Linked DNA regions of Mus musculus: regions 1 and 2 are each linked to region 3. The links are chromatin contacts, called in public HiCAR-type maps. All regions are on one chromosome and are shown on one strand. Each heading gives the region's core, a stretch centred on a gene start, on an enhancer-like site or on the middle of the called end of the contact. The rest is flanking DNA. Distances are from core to core; before and after follow the strand shown.

Region 1 (3,790 bases), core at 228-2,727, 300 kb after region 3:
CGCTGTGATCTTCTCCTGCCCGCATTTCACACACTTCTCCTTTTCCTTTCTAATGCACAGCATAGAAAGTCAAATCTTAAACCCAGCGACCTGGGCTAGCTCAGTTGGTAGAGTGCTTACCCATCTAGACAGTGCTAGTAATCCCAGCATTAGGGAGGTTCAGATAGGAGATCAGAAGTTCAAAGCCATTGTAGCTGTAGATAAATCTGAGAATTGGTACATGAGACCCTATCTCAGGTTCACCCTGTGAGTTTTACATGGTCATCAACTTAGAGCGGTTTAACCATTGCTCTCTTTTCCTTGCTGAAAGGTTAGCCATGGGGGAAGGGGGTTCCTCCCCTATGTGGGGAGGGGGAGTTCCTCCTCTAATCGTTTCCATAAGCAACCCATTGTGCTTGCTTCCTATCCTTCATCACAAGACACTCTTTCCACACACCGTCAACCTCTGTAGCAGCTCCCTTTGCACATGGTCCCGGAGCTGTCAGCTCAGATACGTGCACACACTGTGGACAGTCTAGTGCACTCCATCCTCCAGATGGCTGCCAAGGAAACAACTTCTACTCAGCTTAAGCGTGGACCACTAATACTGAAACAGCAGGATGCCTCTCGGGCAGTGCTGCGCCCACCGCTCATTCAGCTAGTCACTAATCTAGGTCTGGATGTGGCAGAGAGGGTGGGATCTCACGGTAAAATGTTATTACCGTAGTCACTTTAGGAAGGCATATATAATTTCCCTGTCAGTGTGGTTTTAGTGTTCTCTTTCAGTGGGCCGTGAGATGTTAAAGAAAAGATAAATGGTTAGGAGCCTCCTGGAAAGTCGTGGAATCGACACATGCACAAAAACGTACCGTTTAACTTTTAATCATCTTAGCCGAAGAACAAAATCTATTTTTGTTGCTCATGAGTGATGAACTGTGAGGCAGTAGGTTTCAGGGAGAAAACCCTCCCTCAAAAAAAAAAAAAAAAAGGCATAAACAAAACAAAAATCAACCTACCCTTCCCCACGTGACTCGGGATGTCCACTAGGAATCAGTAGGGAAAGTGTTGAGCCTGTGGTGTGGGCTTGGGTTAGAACTTGACTAAAGAGAGGAAGCAAAGATGGCCACCACACTGGGCACCGGGACATGGTCCAAGACACATAGCTGACCACTTCTGAGTTCCCATGAGGATAAAGAACACAGGTCTTTCCCATGCCCCCCAGAATCTTAAGGAGTTGATCAGGGCTCCGGGTGGCTGGTTAATGATGCCATCTTTGAAGTGCTCTAGCTACGTGAGAGTGATCAGCCTTCAGGTACTATGGCCAGATGCTGGGGTCCTCAGGCCTGTATCTTTAAACCTCCCATCCCCATCGGTAGGCTCTCTGTCCCTGTTTGGATAAGGAAAAGGAGCTGAGAGGCTGGTCGCTGCCCTGTGCCCAGTGTCTCCTCACTGGAAGAGCCAGGATTTGAGCCCAAAGACAGCTGGCCTACAGGGCCTGTGCTTCCTGGAACCACTGTGCTTTTAGATTGAGTTTTGGCCCAATGCAAACTGATGAAATGTGAAATCCAGACAGTTGGTGTTTAAAGAAAAGAGTCTTTGTCTTACTGACTCATCAGGGGGCTTTGGGAAAGTGCCCTTAATCTTGCTTTCCAGTCTTTGAAAGAATGAGTCTGCGCTGGGGTTAGAATTCAGTCCGCAGAATGCTGGGCTTGCATATGAGAAGGCCTGAATTCAGTTCCCAACACCACATAAACCCCCGTGTGGCTCCCCAGGCCCAAAAACTCAGCCTTTGAGAGGGAGATGCAAAATTGAGGCCAGTTCGCATTATGTGAGCCCTTGTCTCAAACAAACTAAAACAAACAAAAAACCAAATCTGCCATTCTAAACACACACACACACACACACACACACACACACACACACACACACGCGCGCGCGCATGCACGCTTTGACTCAGAAATCTCACTTTTTGGAAATCTAATCTTCAAGGATCTAGGATCACAAAATTAAGACATTCAGTATGTATTAATATCAGAATATTTTAAATAGCCAGTAGGTGCATTTCACTTCTTGAGTTCTTGGCTAAATTCAAAGTGTACCTTCCTGCACATATGCAAAGCACATGCCCCATAAAACTGAGTTACTAGAAATTAAAATGTTAGAAGCCATGTAACAACACCAAATGCTTTCTTAGGGGCAAAAGCCAAATATGTAATTTAAACTGTGTGAGTTGTTTTTTTTTTTTTTTTTTTTTTCATTCCTATTCCGTTTTTTTCTGTCTCTTCCTTTTCCACACCATCCTGCTGTTCCCTCTAGCCCCTGCCCCATTTCCTTAGAGCACTTTCAGCATACCTCTTCCCCAGGGTCCTCAGGGCAGAGTTGGGTTTGTTATATATCTCCCTGGCTCTGCCCTGCTCTGGGGAGCCCACTTCTGCCAGTACAGTTGTTGTGAGGATCCACCAGCCCTGGTGGAATGATTTTTATCTTGTTTTTGCCCGGACCCCAGATATTTCAACTATCTTGGGCACACGTTAGGTTATTTTTTAAGTGCTTTCCCAAGTGTCTGGTTGATTTCAAATTATGAATCCTATTTTGTACAGGGAATGCAGCTCTCTAGAAACAACCAATACTATCTCTCAGGCCCAGGGGATCCTGAAGAAGCCCTCACTAACTCCATACCAGCTACAGCCTTGGGTTTGGCTCACAAGTCCCTAGGGTCTGCTCTCTTTTTGTTACCCAAACACCTTTCCCTGCCCTCCGACTCTATTGTGTATTACAAAATAACTTATATCGACTCATTTTTTCCATGTGTGTGCTGGGCCATTCAGCCTGCAGGATTGACATGAGGTCCTTTCCCATTTTCCGAATGGTATGGAAATATATTTGACTATGATAAGAAATAGATCATAGTCCAGCTTGTTTGTTTTGGGTGGAGATACTAGGTCACATACTTTGTACTGTCATTCTGTTGCCTTAAAATGCCACAAATCACCGTATTCATAACTGATGCCTTCTGTTCTAGGATGCGTACACTGCAACTGCCATTAACGGGACAGACTTTTGTACATCCGCAAAAGATGCGCACACAATCATAGCCAAGAATTCAAGTCATCTCACGTCTGTTAACTGCTTTGGAAACTTTGTCATTTTCCTGGGAAAGGTGAGATGTCTTGACTAAATAAGTACTAGGTACCTGGAAGTCAACAAAGTAGCCAACAAGGAGGCTGACTTGAAAGGGAATCATGTTTGTTGCTCTGGAGTAGCTGCCATGTCTCACCCCTCACTCAGTCCCACAATCCTGTGAGGCTTCCTGTTTTACAGGTGACTCTAAGGTTTCATGTTTCCAGGGTCCCACAGCCCCTATAGTTGCTACTTTAATTCTTGACTCTGATCTTTCCCACCACGTCTTCTGTATTCGCAGCGAAACACTCTCAGTTCTTTCAACCATTCCTCCTTCTCTGACATAAATGCCAGTTTTCAAGCAATGCCCACAAGTGAACAAGATCTTAGTCACCAGCTGTGACCTGGGCAATACCATATATGGTGACTGTGCCCCATTGAGGATTCTGTGTTTCTGCATGCAGAGTCTGGTGCAGGGCTGTCATAGTTGGTGCCAAGCAAGTTAAGGCAGGCTTGGATCTCACAGGTGTGTGTGCTCATTACACAGACATTTAAGGCTCACCTGGCCCCAGAGATGCTTCATGTGACAGCAGTAACAGAAGTACAATGTAATTATGCCTTTCAAAACAGCCAAATAAGGAATGGTTGCATGCAATTTGTTAATCTATTGCCTTAGTTGAATTGTGGGTGA
Region 2 (3,401 bases), core at 387-2,886, 430 kb after region 3:
GCAGGCAACCCTCTCATGAACGAGGTCCCAAAAATTCCCCGACTCTTCCTGCACTTGAAGTGAATGAATTGTGTATGAGTAGAAAGTAGCCTCTCACCAGATAGCAAACTGGCCCTGGCTGTGACCTTGGACTTCCTAGCTTTGAGAAACACATTTCTGTTGATAAACAGCCAGTTCGTGATATTTTCCTAGAGTAGCCTGAAGAGACTTAAGCCCTCCCATATAAAATGAGATTAAGATCCTTCTTGTTCCTTATGTCTACACACTAAACTTGTTGTTACATTATTTTAATATTCACTAGGGCACTTGTCTAGAATTCATGAGGCCCTAGGTTTGGTTCCCATCATCACAGAACAAAAATAAGGACCAAACACAGTTTAACCACGTTTAATTATTATAGTGCTACATGAACTTTAATTTGGATCTCTGGATGAATGTCACAGTAGCCTGAAGTCTCGTTTGGGAAAGTTATAGCATCCAGCTGTCAGAAATAGAGCTGGAAGTAAACTTTCTAGAAATCGTTTATAGTCATTTTGTTTTGCTAGAACAAGCTATTACGACCACACTGTACTGGAAACGGCAAGACTTTCAGCGCTCATTAAGTACCAATTAGTCCTTCACATTTGTCCCTGAGAGATACAGATGTCACCTCTGATAGTCACGAAGGCTGAGTGAGTATTAAGGCAGGTTTGATGCAGCCCCTCATCCGGTTAGTCACACACTCCATTTTCATATTTGGGGGCTCTACCCTGAGAACACACATGCCCCATAATCTGAGGGGTCTCTTCTCAATGGCCTTCCTGTGGTAGAACTTTCTAGTATATTACTTTAGAACCAAGGAATTGAAGACTTGTAAAGTTGGAAGCTCCTTAAAGATCGAAGGTTGAATTACAGACGTTCTAATCTAATGAGCTGTTGCTACGACTTGCTCGTATTTGTTGTTAGTAGAGAAAATAAACCCACAAGAATGTTGTCATTGTTAAAAATATTAGAATTACTATACATGTCTAAATATAGAACTGTCTTGATTTTCCATGACAGGGTAAAACCAAGCCATATTTAAACCCAACCAAAAGCTATTGTTTATCCACAATTTGTCCCAAGCCTCCATTAAAAAAAATTACCTGGTACTCAAAATAAAAATACAATGGCCAGAATCTGGGTATTTATAGTGTCTTGCCAGCAACTAAAACAACACCCGGTATCTGCTGGCTCTAAAGACAAAGGAAGCCAAGAGTTACTTCAGAGACCCTAAGCTGATTTATTGGTCTGGTAAGGATAAGACTCCAACTTAGATATTTTACTGTTCTCAGGTCTCCAATGAGACGAAATGTTTTAGCATGCATTTTCAGTCATGGGCTATTTTTATTTTATTATCACTGTCTTTATATCACTTCCCCTCCAAAATTTCCAAATTTACAATTCTCACTGACTTTCAGAGCTTCATTCTGATGCCATGGTCTCTAGTTTACCCTTTAGCAGTTTAAATGGGCTGTAGTCAGGTTGTTCTTAGAAACACAATGCAGATGACTTCCAAACAAGTTCTAAGTACTCCCCAAAGACTGTAGGTATTTGGGCTGCCTGCCTGTCCGTCCACTGCTTGGTTGTGAAACAGGCATGCTCCACTCTTCTTCCTGACAACAGAAGCAATGTGACTAGGTCCCTCCTGCTGTCTTAAAATACCATAACGGACCACTACACTGCCAACTGCAAGCCAAAATTGGAAAGTCAAAATTCACCCTTTGTTTTCTTTCTTTCTTTCTTTCTTTCTTTCTTTCTTTCTTTCTTTCTTTCTTTCTTTCTCTCTCTCTCTCTCTCTCTCTCTCTCTCTCCCTCCCTCCCTCCCTCCTTCCTTCCTTCCTCCTTCTCTCTCTCTCTTTCTTATTAGATATTTTCTTTATTTACATTTCAAATGTTAACCCCTTTTCCTGGTTTCTCCTCTGAAAACTCCCTATCCCTTCACCCTCTCCCTGCTCACCAACCCACCCACTCCTGCTTCCTGGCCCTGGCATTCCCCTCACCCTTCCTTTTCAAGTTGCGTTTGTCAGGGTGTTTTATCACAGCAACAGAAAAAGCAACTAAGGCAATAAACAAGTATGATGGGGAAACTAGAGACTCCTTAGCCAGCAGCGGCTGGACTCTCTTGCTGCCCTGCCGCTTTGAGAAAAAGAGCTGCCAATCAAATAGCTGGTGGGACTACTCCTATGCCAGTCACCTGCAATATTGTAGGACACCCTGGGGAGACAATCTGACACAGCTGAGCACTTCAGCTCCTGATGTACGGTCCTTAGCCAGGGCTGTGGGAAACAGTTTGTACCACACTTCTTTGCTCTGGCAAGCTGTGAGTGGGACTAAGAGCTTGCAAGGCAGCAACTGGCTCGAATAAATGCCTATGATTGCACCAAATAGCTCTTGCTTGGGCTTGGGCTGCTCAAGCTCACTTAGAAAGCCAGCTAGGAGACAGCCTCCTGTGCTGCATCCCCTGGTATTGCACAGACAGGCCCAATAAAAGAGGCTAGTGGTCACTGCTGGACTACTCTTAGTGTAGGCTGAGCTGGTGTCTCAGGGTTTTTACTGCTGTGAAGAGACACCATGAACGCAGTAACTCTGAGGAACTGTTTGGAGGAGTGGAACACAGCTACTCGTAGTCTCTTGACTAATCTGGTCCTCTTCTATTAGGGAAGGTCATCTTTGACTAAGCAGCTTCAGGAGGCACGGGCATGGAGTGGTGAGGGAGGAAGGAGACACCCATCTAGCCAGCCAGATCAGCCGAATCAACCCCGTTGATCAATGGGTTGACAGAAATCGAAGCCAAATTATCCTCACATCCAGATTGTAGGAACACAAATAAAGGAAAACCATTAATTGGGGCTGGTTTATAGTTTAGAAGTTTAGTCCATTATCACCATGTTGGGAAGTATGGCCTCGGTGCGGGAAAAGTAGCTGAGAGTTCTACAACTGGATCCAAAGGCAATGGGAAGAGACAATGAGCCACTAGGCCTGGCTGGCTTGAGCTTTGAGACCTCAAAGCCCATCCCCTAGTGTTATATTTCCTCCAACAAGGCCACACCTCTAATAATGATACTCTGATGAGCCTAAGGGGTGGGGAGCAGGTGAGAGTGCATTTTTATTCAGATCACCACAGATGGTAGCAGGGAGAAAGGAGGGGCAGTAGAGTAACAAACGACTGAGGCTGTGGACTAGGAACAGCAGTTTGGCTGTCAACTGGTAGAGCTGTGAAGGACAAGGCAACCAGCTGTCTGAAGAAGCCGCTGGCCCATTCTGATGTGGCCAGTGAAGGAAGATGTGAAGAGACTGCAAGAGAATGTGAAGATCTGAGACTGAATAAAGATAGAAGACCATAAAAAAAACCAGAGAAGAGAAACTATGGTCCCAGCTGC
Region 3 (3,740 bases), core at 291-2,790:
CAAGCAGACAGCTAACGTTAGAATGTGTGAAAGACCGCTTATCAACCTCAGCTGACAGAATGTCGGTTTGAATACTTACCTTACAACTTCCTTATTTTGTGGAGTCAAATAGTTGACAGCATGGGGGGAGATGGAGACACACACACACACACACACACACACACACACACACACACACACACACACACACACACGGTGAGAATAGTTTGTGGAGCAGAGAGGCCCTTGTGAAACACCGTCAGTGCACAGTCTGTGATAATGCCTGATGCCTCCTCTTCCTCGCTCCATGCACACAGGTGTAAGCCTCAGAAAAGCAGCTCATTTAGTTATTCACTTGCTGTGTACTTGAATAGAACAGCTGTGGGTAGTGTCAGGCATATTGTTGCAGTTTCATCATGGTTTCTACTTTAGTGAATCTTACAGCTAAGGCAACCACACAAAGAAAGATAAGCTCAAGTTTGCCATATGCAGCAGTTCTATAAAGGGCGCACTTGGATCGAGAAAGTGACTTAAGCAGTCACTTGAAAGATGTCCGGACCAGAGTCAGATATTGGGACTTAAGAGCAGATACACCTGTTGTGATAGCATAGGCATGGTCCAAGCATTCTGGAGTCAGAGGCAGTAGGATTGCCATGAATTTAGGCTAGCCTGGGCTAATTAGAGTGAGAGCCTCTATCAAACAGAAGCAAGCAACACAACAGCAAAAAGAGAAGGAAAGAGAGACATGACAGAACCTCTAAGACCCAGACATCTTTCTCCTAGTGGCTGATGGAAGAGATAGTGCTGGCTAGATGCTGAGGTCAGAGCATGGTAGGAGGAAGGGGAACAGGACCTTGAAGATGAGAAAGGGGAAGCTGTGGAGAACTTTTTGTCAAGTGGGGTTCTTTGAGTTACATATGTAGTAGATGCTCCCTGGTCACATGGAGAATAGTGAAAAGAATAGTGAAAAGAATAGTGAAAAGAATAGTGAAAAGCAGAGCAGGAGGGTGGTGTGTCATGCAGGCAGAAGATGAGTGTTCTCTGAGATGAGGGCATGGCAGGGATGAGGAGTGTGTACTCTAAACTCCGTGAGACTGAAGAAAGAGTGGATGAGAGGGAGAGTAGGAAAGGGGCCAGGAAGATTTCGCTCCTAGCTCTGAGAGAGAAGAGGATCTGGGATTTAGTTCTGAGGAACCCCACGTACACACACTGAATGGCCAAGTGGGAAAGTACTAGAGAGGACGGAGAACGCCGTGAGGGGAGGACCCCAGTGCCCTCGCTGTTCTCAGAGACGGAGTGCCTTGAGGAGAATGTTTCTCAGAAGATAAGTTGATTAGGGTGAGGGACATGTCTGTTGGTTTTGCAACATGAAGATTTCTATTGGGGACAGTGGCAGAACATTTCCAGAAAAAGAATACATTTGGAATATTAAGTGAGAGAAAATGTTCCACATTCCTGCTAATGAAAGAAATGAAAGGATTAGCACTCCTGGGTTCATTTCTAAGGCCAGCAGCTTTCAGAGACAGCACACTTCCTGACCAAGCAGGCCGACCTGGCAGGGCCACTAGAATGCAGTCAGTGAGCACCAGCAGATGCCCTTACTTAAGCAACAGGGGGAGGCTGTGCATCTGAGCCATCTGGGGTCTGAATTCTAAGGTTTGGCTAAAGCACAAAACTTGTTTGTTGACCGTTCATCTTAAGACTGAGTTCCATCTCACACAAGTGTTTGTTTGTTTTGTCTTAGCAATACATATTTCTCACATACATATTTCTCCTTTTGTTTAAGATGACAGTAAAAATAATTCATTTTATTTATATTATTTCTGTCTCTGGGATGATGCTTTTTAGTTAAGAATAACTTTAATATTTAGCTCTCGAAGACTCAAAAAGCATATTTACTGAAGTAAGTTTATCTTTTTTTTATTAGCTTCACCTTTAGGCCAATCTCTATTTATACAGATTATTTCCTTTTATACTTTAGATGGCAAGACTGTTTTATCATAAACCCCAGTTTGCCATTTTGGATGAATGCACAAGTGCGGTCAGTGTGGATGTGGAGGACTACATTTACAGCCACTGTCGAAAGGTAAGCGTCACACACAGGGGCTGTGCTGGAGCGTCTGTGTGCCACACACACCCACTGCAGGCTTGGCCCAGAGGGAATTCCAAGCAACGAGAATGCTACTGAGAAGTAATACCTAGCATTGTCTCTAAACTGGTAACTAATATATACACAGAGTGCATGGAGCTATCAGTGTATTCTAAATACAGCTTTATAAGGGCTGGAGAGTGAAGAGCACTGAGTGCACGTCCAGAGGGCCTGAGTTCAATTCCCAGCAACCACATGGTGGCTTACAACCATCTGTAATGGGATCTGATGCCTTCTTCTGGTGTGTCTGACAGCTATAGTAAACTCATTTATATAAATTAATCTTTAAAGAAAATTTAAAAATACAACTTTATAGATACAAACAGATTATAAGAAATTATCCATGCATTCTAAATCTTAGCAATTTCTTAGTTGTGATATAGTGTTTAAATCTCTTTTACATTATTACTTACTCAGTTAACCAAAACAACAACAACAACAACAACAAAAACGCTGGTATTTCTTTTGTCCCATTAACGTTACCTATATATCATTTTTTAAATTAAGAAAAACCAACAGTTACCATATGCTAACTTAAATCTTTTCACATTCTTATTTTATGTGTACATATGTGTTTGTGGCATATGTACCTGCTGTGCTTGTATGTGTGTGCATGCATAGGGGGTGTGTGGAGAACACAGGTTGATCTGGGTTTACAGGCCGCCCACCATGCCCACCGCCAAAACCCAGTGCTCATGCGGGGACGGCAGGTGCTCTACCCTGAGGCATCTCTCCACCCTTCGTTTGTTAGTTTTTAATTTATTTGGTTTATTTTATTTGGATAGTATTATCTAAAACAAGTTTCTTTTAGTTGATAAACAGGAGGTAAGCTGTGCTGCCATTATTTACATACTTGTTCACTAGTCCTGATGAACTCTTGGTAGATTTGAAAAATAGTAGTATATTCTGTTACTCTGTGTGACTAAATGAGTTTCAGGAGTATTTTAACAGTTTATATTTGGGGAGTTTACAATAAGCCATGTATATATGCACACTCTTGCATGTGCATACATGCGTGCGCATGCACACACACACATGCACGCACATGCACGCACACACATCCACATGCACACACACACATACACTCCCTGCCACTTGGAGGATGCTGTGGATCAGCAGCCGTAGCAGTACCTGGAAGTTGTTAGAAGTGTGGAATCTTGAACTTTGCAAAGTAAAGCAGCGTATTAACAAACTGTCACGTAACTCAGGTGTGTGAAAGGATGACGTGTGGTGTGCTGTCGAGAGGGTCCGCAAGGGTCTTCTCCACTGGAAGATTGTTGATTGAACTGGGATTGTATTTCTTTAATGGCTTGTTTCTCTTCTTGAGTCCTCTTTAGTAATTTGTATGTGGTTTCCAGTTTTCTAGGCTTAGAGATGTCTGCAGTGTTTCCATGCATAAGGTCATATAGACTGGATTTGGCTTGAAGGCTTCTCCCTGACAATTCTATGTTGTTGCCTTTTTTGATTTTAAGATGTGTGGCTCTGTAAGATACATTCCACTTGAGGGAAGAGAACTTACCTGAGCCTTTGATGGTCATTTAACATTGTACTGGCTATGAGGAAGAGGGCTGGGCCCTTAAGTTTAGAACCTTTAAAAACTGTTGCTTTGGAA

Evidence for each region. HiCAR-type assays count read pairs that join an accessible place to other places.
Region 1: a HiCAR-type map of astrocytes shows a contact between it and region 3, with 2.0 times the contacts expected there. The contact joins two enhancer-like sites. A contact is called at or near these places in 1 of 15 datasets of contacts at CTCF or cohesin (the NIH/3T3 cell line), 2 of 115 datasets of contacts at active chromatin or transcription factors (astrocytes and embryonic stem cells) and 2 of 9 other capture datasets (adipose tissue and liver).
Region 2: a HiCAR-type map of astrocytes shows a contact between it and region 3, with 2.6 times the contacts expected there. The contact joins two enhancer-like sites. A contact is called at or near these places in 1 of 15 datasets of contacts at CTCF or cohesin (the NIH/3T3 cell line), 1 of 484 Hi-C or Micro-C datasets (liver) and 3 of 115 datasets of contacts at active chromatin or transcription factors (astrocytes, embryonic stem cells and large pre-B cells).

What each region holds. Positions count from the first base shown.
Region 1 is chr3:121,462,763-121,466,552 of GRCm38.p6, reverse strand. It overlaps Slc44a3 (solute carrier family 44, member 3), which reads left to right. Exons shown (of 15, transcript NM_145394.3): 13 at 3,002-3,139. Among named protein-coding and RNA genes, the nearest start is that of Cnn3, 38 kb to the right of the region's middle. Within about 2 kb of position 1,477, at least 30 of the 459 cell types and tissues checked have an H3K27ac peak or open chromatin away from gene starts, as enhancers often do. A contact at or near this core is called in astrocytes, where this site is marked.
Region 2 is chr3:121,337,121-121,340,521 of GRCm38.p6, reverse strand. All of the region lies in intron 3 of Alg14 (asparagine-linked glycosylation 14), which reads right to left. Among named protein-coding and RNA genes, the nearest start is that of Gm33310, 8.9 kb to the left of the region's middle. Within about 2 kb of position 1,636, at least 32 of the 459 cell types and tissues checked have an H3K27ac peak or open chromatin away from gene starts, as enhancers often do. A contact at or near this core is called in astrocytes, where this site is marked.
Region 3 is chr3:121,763,326-121,767,065 of GRCm38.p6, reverse strand. Abcd3 (ATP-binding cassette, sub-family D (ALD), member 3) reads left to right here. Exons shown (of 23, transcript NM_008991.3): 21 at 1,961-2,065. Among named protein-coding and RNA genes, the nearest start is that of F3, 42 kb to the right of the region's middle. Within about 2 kb of position 1,540, at least 15 of the 459 cell types and tissues checked have an H3K27ac peak or open chromatin away from gene starts, as enhancers often do. A contact at or near this core is called in astrocytes, where this site is marked.